4 separate regions of the Mus musculus genome follow, and regions 2, 3 and 4 are each linked to region 1. Evidence: chromatin contacts called from public Hi-C and promoter capture Hi-C data. All regions are on one chromosome and are shown on one strand. The core of a region is the stretch at or near the end of the contact, and the rest is flanking DNA. Distances in the headings are between cores, read along the strand shown. Region 1 holds the start of Cd82 (CD82 antigen). Region 2 holds the start of Fnbp4 (formin binding protein 4). Region 3 holds the start of Psmc3 (proteasome (prosome, macropain) 26S subunit, ATPase 3). Region 4 holds the start of Spi1 (spleen focus forming virus (SFFV) proviral integration oncogene).

Region 1 (3,234 bases), core at 532-3,031:
GCAGCAGGAAATAGAGGACAACCTGGGCTACATGAGACCAAAAGTAAATAAAAAGTTATTTCCAATGGCCACTGTCACAATATTTTTGTTATTAATCCTTTTGTTTGTTTGTTCCCTTTTCATGCAGCCCAAGTTGGCTTCAAACTTGTTTAGCCAAGGTTGGCCTCAAACTCCTGATCCATCATGCCATGCTGTCTGTCTGTCTGTCTGTCTCTCATAAACCAATAATGTGTTTTTATTAGGTTAGGGTTTTGTTTGCTTTGGCTTTGGTTTTGTGGGTCCCTTCTTAAAGGCACTTACTTTGCCCTGGGTAACACAGATGCTAGGTCTACCTAGGCCCTGTGAGTGAGTCTCAGCCTACCCTATGCCCAACAGTGGCTCTCAACCACAAAGCTGACTCGGAATTACCTGGGACCCTTGTGAAAGCAAACCACCGCAGTTTCCCACCGAGTTGTTTCTGGGTGCCTCAAACCCCAAACATGAACCTAACAAGTTCCCAGGCAGCGATGGGGCTTCTAGGGTGAGAACAGCTTTGAGAACCACTGGGCAGCCTTGCATCCAGCGCCCCACTGGTAAAGCAAGCACATCCACACCCTCCCCTCAGAGGCTTGTACTGCTATGCCAGTGAGATGTGTTGCTAAAGAACTTCAGCAGTTCACAGGTTAATGGCCCTGCTTGTTAACCTGGTAACCTGCCTGAGGCAGATCCATGGTCTGTAGTGCATTGTGATGTGTCAGACATCTGGAGATCTTTGGCAGACCACTTTCTCAAAGAAGAAGCCAGCCATGGAGGTCTCAGGCCCTCTGCCCTCTCCTGCCACCCCTTCACCAGCCTGCTGTACCACAGCTGGCTGGCCTGGGCCACTTCTTCAAGGACCAAAATCCAGAAAAGCTAGGACAAGTATTAAGTATGATTCGAGACGTTGGAATGGTTCACGAACGACTCTGCTGTTAGACTCTAGCCCACGACTTCCCCTCTCTAAAGCTTGGGCTGTGCATCTGTAAAATGGGTGCAAATAATAAAATGGGTACAAATAAAGTAGCCCAGGAGTGGTAGGGACTGAAGAGCAGAGTTTTAACAGCTGTTGGCTTTCATCCTGTCTTTGAGCAAAAGTTCAACCACTGGTAGCTGTTAGTATTTTCAGAAAGTGCTTGGCTCCAGCCGCCTCCACACGGAGACCTGGTCTTGGAACGCGAACGCTCCCACGCCATTCCCGGGTTGCACCAGGATACGCCCGTCCTAGAATGCCAGCGTCGGGGCCCCAGGCTTATAGCCCTGAGCCAGGTTGCTAAGGGGAACAGGCTCGGGGCGGAGCAGAGAATCCCCCGGGAAGGGCGGAGCCGGGGAGTTGCCTCCCAGTTGGAGGCCTAAGGGTGAGCCCCTGGGGAAAGTGATGGACTCAAAGGGGTGAACAGGAGGGCTTCAGAGGACCGCCAGCGGCATAGTTGGGAAGTGGGAAGGATGGGGGAGACCATAGGGGGTGAGACTCCGCAAGGCTGGAAGAGACTGGAGCGGCAGACTTGGGGTCCCAGGTCGGCCTTATCCCCTGGAGGCCCAAAGCAGGCGGAGCAAGGCGCGTACGTGGCCTCGCCTCTAATCTGGAGCTGGAACCAGGCTGCAGGGCTGGGCAGAGCTGGAGGGTTGGCAAAGGGTAGCCAGCTCAGTGTTGTGCTAAGGGGTGTGGCCGTTTGATTGAACCGGGAGGCTGTGGTGGGCGGAGCCTGGTGCTACCTCCCGCAGGGCCCAGAGGGGAACTGTATAGGGGGCGTGTCAAGGGCGTGGTCTTGGGGGGCGTGGCGTGGCCTGACAAGGCCGTTGAGCTTCTGGACTGACTTCGGGAGGGGGTGGCGGGGGAAAACGGAGGGACAGAGCCAAGCTGCGCAGTCAGACTCGGGTTGGGGCGCCAGCTGAAGACGCGGGACTTAAAGCGCGTAGCCAGAACCCAGGCACCAGGTAAGAGAAGCCTGGGGGAGGGGACAGGATAATCGGAAGCAAACTTAGCTTTGTCCGGATTTCCTAGCAGGACCCATTCCGCCAAGCCCGTGGGGCCCGCTTGGCAACAGGTAACAGGCTGGAGCACTTAGTAGCTGAGAAGGGTCGTTCACCTCCGAGTCCCGAACTCCCTAGTTCTGGCTGCCCCACACACCAGCCCTGTGGCCCCGGGCCTGTCCCTGCCCCTAGTCCAGATCTCCTCCGGTTCCAGAAGGAGGAAGTTGATTGAGATGAGCTTCCGAGCGGAATGTGAGGGCTAACAGGTGACAGTCACAGTGGTGTGTGAGTACACTCGCTTTCAGATTGCGTAGCTAGACCTCAGCGACTTCCGCAAAATGTCACTGAGAGAAACGATTTAAGTTGCCCTGGGTTATTGGAAGGAACTCCAAATCCAAAGCAAGGCAGTTTCCGTTCTTTTCCTCCTTCCACGTTCTGAGCGCACCACTGAACTGGGTGGACTTAAGAGTGGAAACCTAGCCAAACTTTTCCAGGTGAGCTGGTTTGGAAGAGGAGCCTGGAGGGATAGCAGCAGAAGAAACTCTCTCTTGGGGTGCATAGGGAGAAGAAGGGGAAACCCTTCCAAACCTGCTCAGAATCTAGCCAAACCCAAGAGAGCTCCTTGCTGTGCCAGGGATTAGGTATTTGTGCAGAAGGGGCTCCACTTCTGATGGTGGGGTGTGTCCTGGGTCCTGGCTGTGCCAAGGATTTAGGCTTTGGGATTCAGCCTAATTGGATTCCACTCCCCTCCAAACCTTAGTTTCCTCATCTGTAACTTGGGGAGCAATGGCCAAACAGTAGTAGCAAGAATTAAGTGAAACTATGTGTACCATGCCTGACAGGCCATTGGGTGCCCAGAAGCCTCACTTCAAAGCTCCTGAGATGTCAGTGAGCAGGTGGTGTGCTGTCTTCCTTCTGGGAAATGAACCCATCTTTGGGGTTTGGCTTGGTTTGGAAGGCTTGTGGGTAACTGCAGCTGTCCCATCCCTGACCTCATCAGAGTCAGAAACTGACACCAGCCATCAACGTCATCTTGTTCTTTTGTGGGTCAGGAAATGTGTTACCTAGACAAAGGAGGGCCTGAGTCCCTAACATAGCTTGGAGATGATGGGTATTGAATTTAAACGACCCCCACCCCCTTGTAAAAAAAACTGCTTAATGAGTCCATGGGCCTAGCATTATCCTCATCCTGAGGTGCTATGAGGCTCCCCAACCCATCTCCCTCCTGGGGAAGTTTCTCTCACA
Region 2 (3,234 bases), core at 465-2,964, 2.7 Mb after region 1:
GCAGAGGCAAGCGAATTTCTGAGTTCAAGGCCGGCCTGGTCTACAAAGTTCCAGGACAGTCAGGGATATACACAGAAACCCTGTCTCGAACTGCCCCCCCCCCCCAAAAAAAGTTTGGGTTCACTTGAGACACTCTCAAAAAATAGATAAACAAGTTATGTGGCCCAGCCTTAGAAGCACGAATGTGTGTCTGCAGCCATAAATAAACTTTCATGTTACTTAAAAGTTTATACACAGCAAGCCCTCAGGAAAGATTTATTTATTTTTTGTTAATCCATTTTTGTAAGCCAAGAGTGGAACCCAGAGTTTTGCATCTCACCACTGATATGCAACCCCAATCCTAGAAAAGCTTCAACGACTTTTTATGAGAAATAATAAATTAGCAACATTTAACCATCCAACAACCCAGCTGCACACTTTTATCTTTCAACTTAATAAAAGATATTTTAAGGGAAAGGCAAAAACAACAACAAAAATCTCTACCTGTTGCCTTGACGGCTGTCGGTCTGGTGGTCATGACTGGTGTTGGAGGGTTCTGAACAACGTTGGGGACCTCCACCACCACTTCTTGTTCATCTGTATTTGGAATGCACAAAAGGAAGCTGCAGTCAGTCAGTGGGCCAGGGTCCAAAGCTTGACCTTCAGCCTGAATCAACTTATAAAACCAGCGTGTATCACTGATGCAAACTAAGAAGACAAAAAACAAGCTGATCTACCCTTCCATTCATTTAGTGGTAGCGACAGTAAGAACGTGAACACTATGAAAATGGCACCTGCAATACTTAACAATTAACATGCATAAATACTTCTGCACGTTTCCACACGTTATGTACATCCTATTAATCTGATTCTTAATGTTTGATACAGTATAGCTTCTCCGGCATCTACTCCATGCAATTGTTACCCTAAACCCAAACACAATTCCAGAAAAGCCCACACACAGGTTTTGTCACTTTCCCTTAAGTCTGGGGTTACCGATGCTTTGTCTAGCATAAGAAAAAAATATGGGTTTGTTCACTTCTAAAGAGTGGTGTCTCCATTTCAACAAAAACGAAACCAAGCGTGACAAGTAGAGAAGGCCAGGTTCAACCGCCTCAAGGCTCGCACGTGGAAATTGCCCTCCACCTTCTGCGTTATTAAGATCGAAGGGAGTCATCTAGGAGACATTTGGGGTCCCAAGCCTCGGTGGACGGCACAGGTTCCGGGGAGAAACCCCTGCACCGCAAAGGCGCCTCAGATGAGTCCGGGCCCGGCCTTCCGCCTCCCAGAGTCCCCGACCGCCGTCCCGCGGGCCCCAGATCGCTGGCAGCCGAGGTGTACCTCGCCCGCCAGGGTTTCTCTTCTTCACCGGGTCCGAAGAGACACCCGGGAACCTAGGCCGCAAGCCCCGTGCTCGAGTTTCAGACGTCCCAAATAAAAGCAGGGCTCCTCTCGCGCGCCCTTACCTTCTGAAGGCGAGTCCTCTGGGGCAGCGGAGGCAGGCACCGCGGGCGACGTCGCGGCCGCCGCCGTCGCTGCTGCCGGCGCTGACTGGCTTGTCGCCGCCGCAGTCGAATCTGCCTCGGGATCCGGATCGGGGTCGGGATCCCGGCCCGGGGTGCTGCTCCGAGGACCCGGTGGAGAGAGCTGCAGGATAGGCCTGCGGCCGGGTACCGCCCGGGACTTCTTCCCCATCATGAGCCGGAGCGCGAGCAGCGAACGACGGCAGATTAGTGGGGCGGGCGCACAGCGCCCCGGTGCGTAATCAATATTCATGAACCGTGGCACCGCCTCCCGAGGAGATCCGCTTTTAACCGGCGCGGTGCACTTGCGCATGCGGCCTGCGCCCCGGTGCTTTTACGCACGTTCCGCTCCATCCATGGTGGGTGGGCTTTGTTCAGGGAAAAGGCGATTGGCTGTTTTGACTTGAGACGGACTCGGTAGCCAATAGCAAAGGGAAAAGACAGGACTTCGCGCCAATAGTGCGGAAGGGCCCGCGGTGTGTGCGACTTCCTTAGACTGGGGTTGCACCATGCGCTGTTAGCCAAGTCTTTTCTTTAGGGCTTTGTCCGCCATCTTGTAGCTATTTTCAGCTGCTTATTGCTGTTTGTCTTTGAGGAAGATAAAGATACATTGCACCCTTCTGCAAGTTCTCTTGGTTATTGTAGCTTCTTTGGGGTATAGTATTAAACAATGATGATGCTGGGTGTTTATACATCGGTAGGCTTTTTCTGTTTTGTTTTGGTTTTGTTTTTGATTTTCGAGACAGGGTTTCTCTGTGTAGCCCTGGTTGTCCTGGAACTCACTTTGTAGACCAGGCTGGCCTGGAACTCAGAAATCCGCCTGCCTCTGCTTCCCAAGTGATGGGTTTACGGTAGGCTCTCTCCCCACTTTCTTGCTCCAGCCCCGCTCGCCCCAACCCAAAGGTTTATTTATTTATTAAATGTAAGTAAACTGTAGCTGTGATACACAAGAGGGTATCAGATCTCATTACAGATGGTTGTGAGCCACCATGTAGTTGCTCGGATTTGAACTCAGGACCTTTGGAAGAGCAGTCAGTGCTCTTAACCGCTGAGCCATTTCTCCAGCCCCAGTAGGCTCTTTAAAACGAAATACGACGTGATTAGTAGGGAAAATGACTGGACCTTGGAAACAGTCAAACTGTTCATATGGGATACCGAAGCCTTACCTCATCCTACTTCTGTAAACACTACTTTTTTGCCCTACCTCCAACTCCTCCACCTTGAGGCTGAGCTCTTTACATTTTGAGTCTTCCTTGTTCCCCATTCCTAGAGTCAGGTGACATCCTGAGTCATTAATGTTCTCCCCAGAGATAGTTACCACGCAAGATAATGCTGATTTTCTCCAGGACCCACTCCTTCCACCCATCCCTGATTGCTTCTAGACTAATGACAGCAGGCCAGAAGATGAGAAATAATGCCTAAAGATGGTGCACTGTACTCCTGGAGAGCTACTGAAGTGTTCTAATAACACTGGAAGTAGTTGTCATGGTTCATGTCTATAATTTCAGTGGAGACAGAGGTAGGAAGATTTCAAGTGAGTCTAGCCAGGTATGCATATTACCAGAGCTTACAAAGTGAGATCTTGTCTCAAAGATAACAATAATAACAATAAATTAATAAAATAATAATAATACAAGGAGAAATCTGGGGAAGATGTATGAGAATGGATGTTAAAGAGGGAGTATAAGAGGCAGGAGGATTTCTGAGTTCGAGGCCAACCTGGTCTATAGAG
Region 3 (3,234 bases), core at 374-2,873, 2.4 Mb after region 1:
GAGTTACAGGCAGTCGTAGCTACACGGAAACTCCCCCATGCTGCCCCCTGCCCAACTGTGACTGAGCCAACCTTACCTGTCGGGTAGAAGTTTTGATCACCGCACACTTGCCCTTCCTCTGAGAGTCCAGGTCAATGTTGGCACCATCCTCCTCCTGGTCATTGGGGTCAACGTCCAGCAACTAAGAAAGAAAATAGGCTCAGTTCCCTTCCCAAAATCCACTACTGTGTGTGCTCAAACAGTTCCCTAAACCCACAAGGCCACAGGCCTTCCTTCCCTCCTCAGTCTAGCCTTAAGCTTAATAAACATAGATGATGTGTTAGGGGGTTGACAACACCTTTGTTGAGGTGCTGCTTCTGTTTGCAAAGTTCATCTGCCCCAAGAAGGAACAAAAGAAGAAAATGGCAGAAATCTGTGACACTTCTAAGGTCTTTGCAGACTTAAACATTGCTTTTTACACTCTACCCTATGGGCCCCATCCCTAGATGTCTCCAAGCCTCCTGCCTCCTCCTCTTCCCACACACAGACACACACCTCGATGACATTGGAGACAAGGTACGGCAGGGTTTTGTTCACTTTGATTTTCTCACTGTTCTCTTTGATTTTGTCTTTCATGGCTTGGAGTTCATGGGTGACTCGCAATACTTCACTCTTCATGATCTGGGATAAGAGAAAACCAATGTTCAACCCTGATTCAGCCTGCATTCATTACAGCCCTCTAATAGATGAGGTCCAGGTTACCCGGGAGACCCATCCAACCAGATCTCAGGCTTTCTGAAGGCCCAGCCTGTACATGTCCAAACTGCAGAGGTCAGGACAAGAGGCCAGTGGGAAAACCTCCTGACAAAGCGGCTGTGGGACAGGGCTAGGTATTTTCCATGGGTTTGAGTGTGAATTCATCCCTCTCTGAGCCTCGGGTTCCTCATCTGTAAAATGGAGATCTGAGAACTCCGCTGCCTGCACCGGAGCCAGGAGCCCACCTTGATCTCGCTGTCTAACAGCCGTGTGCGCTGGACAATCTCTTCCGTGGACATCTTGAGCACCTCCTCCCCAATGCCATCTTGCTGTTCAAATAAGAGAAGAAGTACTTATTTACTGTAACTCAGAGCTGCCATCCCACGGTCCCACAGCCCCCTCAGCGCCTGCTTCCTTAACCCAACAGCAGGATGAAGTCGGGACAACCCAAGAAGCTCTGCAACCAGTCCAGACCGGACCTGGCCTTCCAGCCACCTCCTTTCCCGGCCTCCAAGAACGTCTAACCTTATAGCCCAAACTTTGGGACGCCCCTCAGGTCTCCCAACACTCACCTCAGCTTCATCCCACACGGTCGCCATCTTCTCCTGCCGAGTCACTGGACTCTCGGGCGTCGGCAGCAGATTCATTTCCTGCATGAAGAGGCCGAAACTGGGAGTGCGCACGAGCCCCTGAGGGAGCCCAGCGCAGCCTTTCTCAACGTCTTCTCTCCACCCGTGGAGAACTTCACCCGCGATTCCTGACGCGACAGAACGGGTTCTGTCCGCGTCTCCGAGCGAATCTGCCGCTGGGACTCCACGAACCAAACCGAGGCTACAGGGCCCGCCCCGTGGCTCGCCGGTTGCTCCGGTTTGTGCGGGAGCGAGGGCTGGGCTGCTATTGGCCGGCGTACAGGCGGGGCGGGGCTTGCTGCACAACCGGAAGAGGCGGGAGGCAGGAGAAAGCCGCGGAGTCTTTCGGGAAATGCAGTTTTTAGCCTGGCGGATAACTGAAAAGGAGTTTGCACAGGTGCCGGTGCAATCTAAGAACCCAGGTAAACTTGGAATTCACGGATTTGCAAAATGTCCAGTGTGGTGGCGCATGCCTTTAGTCCCAGAACTCTGGAGGCAGAGGTAGGCGGATCTCTGAGTTTAAGGTTAGCCTGGTCTAGAGTGAGTCCAGGAGAGCTAAGGCTACACAAAGAAACTCTTGTCTCAAAAACCAAAAACAAAAGGGAGGGAGGAAGAGGGGGGGGGGAGAGGGAGAGAGAGAGAGAGAGAGAGAGAGAGAGAGAGAGAGAGAGAGAGAGAGAGAGAGAGAGAGAGAGAGAGAGAGAGAGAGAGAGAGAGAGAGAGAAAGAAAGAGAAAGAAAGAAAGAGAAAGGTTGAAAAGAAACTGCTAGGTTTGATGGCACATGCCTGTCATCACAGACACTGAGCCACTGCAAAGATGAAGCAGAAGGATTGCTGCATATTAAGGCCACCCTGTGCTACATAGTGTATTTCTAGCTATTCTGGTCACACTGTGAGTCTTAAACAAAAATAGCCTAACAAAACCCAGATAAACCATTGCTTCTACTAATATTAATGCAGATCTAACTGTCCACATAGGGAAGTTATTTTTGTTACAATGTACTGTATATATGTTTCTACTCTTGTTTAAAGTATTATATCTACACAACTCATGTGCTGTAAAGTTCTAGTCCTTTAAAAAATTTTATTTATTTATTTTGATTTTTCGAGACAGGGTTTCTCTGTGTAGCCCTGGCTGTCCTGGAACTCACTCTATAGACGAGGCTGGCTTGAATTCAGAAATTCACCTGCCTCTGCCTCTGCCTCTGCCTCTCAAGTTCTGAAATTAAAGGCCACCACTGACTGGCAGATTTATTTATTATTATAAATAAGTACACTGTAGCGATCTTCAAATGAACCAGAAGAGGGTGTCAGATCTCATTATGGGTGGTTGTGAGTCACCATGTGGTTGCTTGGGACTTTCAGAAGAGCAGTCTTACCTACTGAGCCATCTCTGCAGCCCAAGTTCTAGTCCCTGAAAGCTGCTATTACAAACTGTTTAGGATAATCTGAAAGGCAAGTTAGTAATTAGTTACCCATAAATAATGACATTTATGGTCATGTTAGATACTAGTTTAGTTAATTACAGAAATAAGCTTTATTTAGTCTAAAGATGTTTTCAAAGTTACACAGGTTGTAAATAGCTATAAACAAGCAATGCTTGCCTATTCAACATAGTCTATGTCGATAGATGGTCTTCAAACACTTCAGAGATCTATAGAATATGGCATTTAAGATGTCTTAATAACAAGGCTTTTTTTGTGAAATTGAGATGCATCAGCTCCTGGCATTACCTAAATATTATTTCAAAAAGATAATGGGCATTGAAGACCCTCCATATGGAGTTTGATTCATATGTGGCAAAGCTAGCCACCTGGCAAAAGACTGTCCTTGCTTCAATTGCTGACAACATGCTGTCTAAACCATGGAC
Region 4 (3,234 bases), core at 224-2,723, 2.4 Mb after region 1:
TCTGGGACACCCTCCATCACCTGTGCTTGCCCCAGCACCTTTCCCGTCCCAGGCAGGAGAAGGGGATCAGGGTAAAGGAGAGAACAGTGAGATTTGGCGAGCCTGTCTTCTATCCTGTGAGGAGACCAGAAGCTGGCCCTCTTCCCTGGGTTTCCAGGCAGCACACTAGGCCTGCCCCTGTTGCAGGACACTGACTACGATGTCAGGCCTGAGGTGCTACGGAGGGCTGGAAGGGATAGAGAAGAGATCTGTCTCTAGTTCAGGAACGCTGAGTCAGGTGGGCAGGCCCTGCTCAGCTTTTCCTCACTGCCCCAACACCTCCAAGGGTAGGAGAAAGCAAGAGGGTCCTCTCTAAGGGATTCTGGGCTGCCATTCGCCCAAAGCTGTGACTGTCACTGAAAACAGGAGGAACAGGTGGGATCCTCCCACCTGCTAGTGTCCCTGTCCCTGCCCCACCTTAACTCTAGCCAGATCTTCTCACTCCAGTCCCAATCTCCGTCCCATTCTGGCCCCAGTCCATTCTTCACCCGATTTCTCATTGAGCTAAGTTCTAGCCACAATCTAACTGCAGGGTTTCTGCTCTGTTCTTCTCTTGCCCGGCCTGGCCCTAAGAAGCCAGTCTTGGTCACTGCCCAAGACTCTCAGATCCATGTAGGCCCAAAGCCCAAACACTTGGATCAACAGCCAGGCCACAAACTGAATGTTGGGGACCCACGGGTGACTTCGAGTTCTAATAGCCTTTGCCTCAGGAGCCCACAGGTCTTGAGTTGAAACCTCTCCTGTTGCCTCCAGAGACTCCTAGGCCAGTCTCCAGATCTCCTCATCCATGGCCTCTCAGGAGCCGCCCTCGCCATCTTCAACCCAGAACCCTGCCCTAGAGTTCGGCCTGCCACTGAACCCATCTATAAATAGCTGTTCAGGCCCCACCGATCACAGCCCCACCATGGGGCCAGCCGGCAACCCTCAGCCCGCCAGGGCATGCTCTAAGGAAGCCAATGGCCCCTCGCTGGGTCTCAGACCAGCAGCTCCGGGGAGGAAACACCAACTTCCCACTGATAGGGAGCCGGAGGGCATCGGGTGGGCTGGTGGGTTAGTGGGCAGATGGTCACACATCCCAAAGCCCCAGGCTGGGCTGGTAGTGAAGCCCCAGTACTCACAGGGGCGGTGAGGGAAAACCCTTCCATTTTGCACGCCTGTAACATCCAGCTGAGCTCCAGGTTGGTCAGATCCCCTGCTTCGGTGGGGATCAAGGCGGATCCCCCTCAGGACCAGGTGCCCCGTCGGGGGACTGGACGGTCGTGGGTCAGACGCAGGGCTCAGGCCTGCCCCCTGAGCTACAGGAGCCCTGGGTGAGCCCCCTCCCTTGACATTGCAGGGCCAGCACAAGTTCCTGATTTTATCGAAGGGCCTGCCACTGGGAGATAGTCCCCTTGGGGTGACATCACCGCCCCAGCCCGTTTGCATAAATCTCTTGCGCTACAGGAAGTCTCTGGCCGGCTGGGGCAGGTGGTTCTCAAAGGGCAGCCCTGGGAAGACAGGGGGCCAGGCCCCTGCCCAGAGGAAACTGGGGCTGGGAGGGAGAAAGGCTAGCACTACCATGGAAGGCTTCTGCTGCTCCGGTCGCTAGGCCTTGCTGAAGTAGTCCACTGTTCTTTTAGCCTAATAATACCGATTTCTTCTCAGTCCCCTCTGGTGGCCAAGAGTCCCCTCTTCGGGGGGTCAGAATAGCGAGAGCGTGGATCCCTAATTTTGAGGGTGAATTTGTCAGGTGGAGGACTTTGGTCCCAAGGCTGCCAGGCTTGGCTCTTCCTGTAGGCCCTGCAATATCTGCTAGATCGTCCTAAGCCAATTAGGGCCAACAGTAGACACTGGGTCTCCCACATTTTATCTCCTTTCCAGACTTCTCAAGTGGGCTTCCCTTCCAATTGGGAAGGACATTGGCTTCTGATCCCCTCCCCTCCCAGCTAAGTACCACAGCTGGTGTCAGATCCCTAAGGACATTGTTCCCAGCCCAGTTCTCCCGGTTTCTCCAACCCTTGAACGTTACGATCTAGACTTCCTCCTTTATAAACCTTCCTCGCACGTTTCTTCTTTCCTCTGTTTTCCTATCCTTGTCTCTTTCTGATTGTCTGCTCATCTCTCCAGCCCATCACACCACCCATCCGTCTACACATCTCTGTTCAACCAACTGCTCATTTCTGAGCTGCCAGTCAGCTCGTCTGCTTACCCTCGCGGTTAGCAACGTGCTCATTTAGCCACTTGTCTGTCCGTACATCAGCCCATCCATCTGCTAACAGTTTGTATTTTTATTTCTTTATCTACTATATGACCTTCTGTCAATCTGGCCACCTGTCCATCCATCCATCCATCCATCCATCTGTCCATCCATCCATCATTTGTCTACACATACATTCTTCCACCCACACATCCATCTATTCACTTAATCTATATATCCATTAATTCATTAGTCTGCCTATATCCATCCATCTCCCAGTCTACTCATCTACTTATCTATTCTCAATGCACTTTTCCATCCATCCATCCATCCATCCATCCATCCATCCATCCATCCAACCATCCATCCACCCATCCATCCACTTAACTATTAATCAGTCTACCTATTTACATATCCATCCATCCATCCATCCATCCATCCATGCATCTTCCCTATGTTAACCAAGCTCTATGCTGAGTTCTGGGAAAGTGGAAGGGTTTCCTGTCCTTCAGACATCCAGTCTAGAGAGTAGAGCAATAGTTCTTTTCCTCCACACACACCTGTCCCCCACTTCTGACTCCAAGGACACACACACCTCTAGGGAGACTGCTCGGTTGAGCAAGAACTTGTTTTGTTTTTGTCTTTTTGAGACAGTTTCTCTGTGTAGCCTTGACTGTCACGGAACTCGCTCTATACCTGCCTTTGCCTCCCGAGTGCTGGGCTTTAAAGTGTATGCCACAGTCCCCTGTCTAAGGAGAACTTCTTGGTCAATTAGCTTCCTCCTGTGTATACTTTAACCTCTTGCTTTATGTAAAAACTAGCCTGATCCCTCCATATACCCCGGTAGTTTCTTACTGCCAGCAGAAAAGGAAGGGTCCCACCATCACCTTCACCTCCATCCTCTCTTTTCTTGCAGACACACTTGGGACTCCCCAGGGGGTCCAGATCACATGTCCTCAGGGCTCCCAGGAACCTGACTCAGGCCCCTCTCTGAGGTTAGGGAAGACACAAACTCACTC

What was found. Promoter capture Hi-C pulls out the DNA fragments that hold promoters and counts their contacts. A called contact is a pair of places that touch in the nucleus more often than the background predicts.
Region 2: a Hi-C map of B cells shows a contact between it and region 1, with 5 read pairs. The contact joins the promoter of Fnbp4 here to the promoter of Cd82 in region 1. A contact is called at or near these places in 1 of 484 Hi-C or Micro-C datasets (B cells) and 1 of 9 other capture datasets (liver).
Region 3: a contact with region 1 is called in a promoter capture Hi-C map of pre-B cells, with 4 times the contacts expected there. The contact joins the promoter of Psmc3 here to the promoter of Cd82 in region 1.
Region 4: a contact with region 1 is called in a Hi-C map of B cells, with 5 read pairs. The contact joins the promoter of Spi1 here to the promoter of Cd82 in region 1. A contact is called at or near these places in 1 of 39 promoter capture datasets (pre-B cells) and 1 of 484 Hi-C or Micro-C datasets (B cells).

The regions. Positions count from the first base shown.
Region 1 is chr2:93,461,049-93,464,282 of GRCm38.p6, reverse strand. It overlaps Cd82 (CD82 antigen), which reads left to right and starts at 1,781. Exons shown (of 10, transcript NM_007656.5): 1 at 1,781-1,953. The region is part of intron 2 of Gm10804 (predicted gene 10804); the gene reads right to left.
Region 2 is chr2:90,744,038-90,747,271 of GRCm38.p6, reverse strand. Fnbp4 (formin binding protein 4) reads right to left here and starts at 1,714. Exons shown (of 17, transcript NM_018828.3): 1 at 1,446-1,714; 2 at 484-576. The coding sequence starts at 1,674.
Region 3 is chr2:91,052,405-91,055,638 of GRCm38.p6, reverse strand. Psmc3 (proteasome (prosome, macropain) 26S subunit, ATPase 3) reads right to left here and starts at 1,623. Exons shown (of 12, transcript NM_008948.2): 1 at 1,308-1,623; 2 at 981-1,064; 3 at 535-660; 4 at 77-181. The coding sequence starts at 1,391. It also overlaps Gm13778.
Region 4 is chr2:91,094,917-91,098,150 of GRCm38.p6, reverse strand. Spi1 (spleen focus forming virus (SFFV) proviral integration oncogene) reads right to left here and starts at 1,473. Exons shown (of 5, transcript NM_011355.2): 1 at 1,158-1,473. The coding sequence starts at 1,202.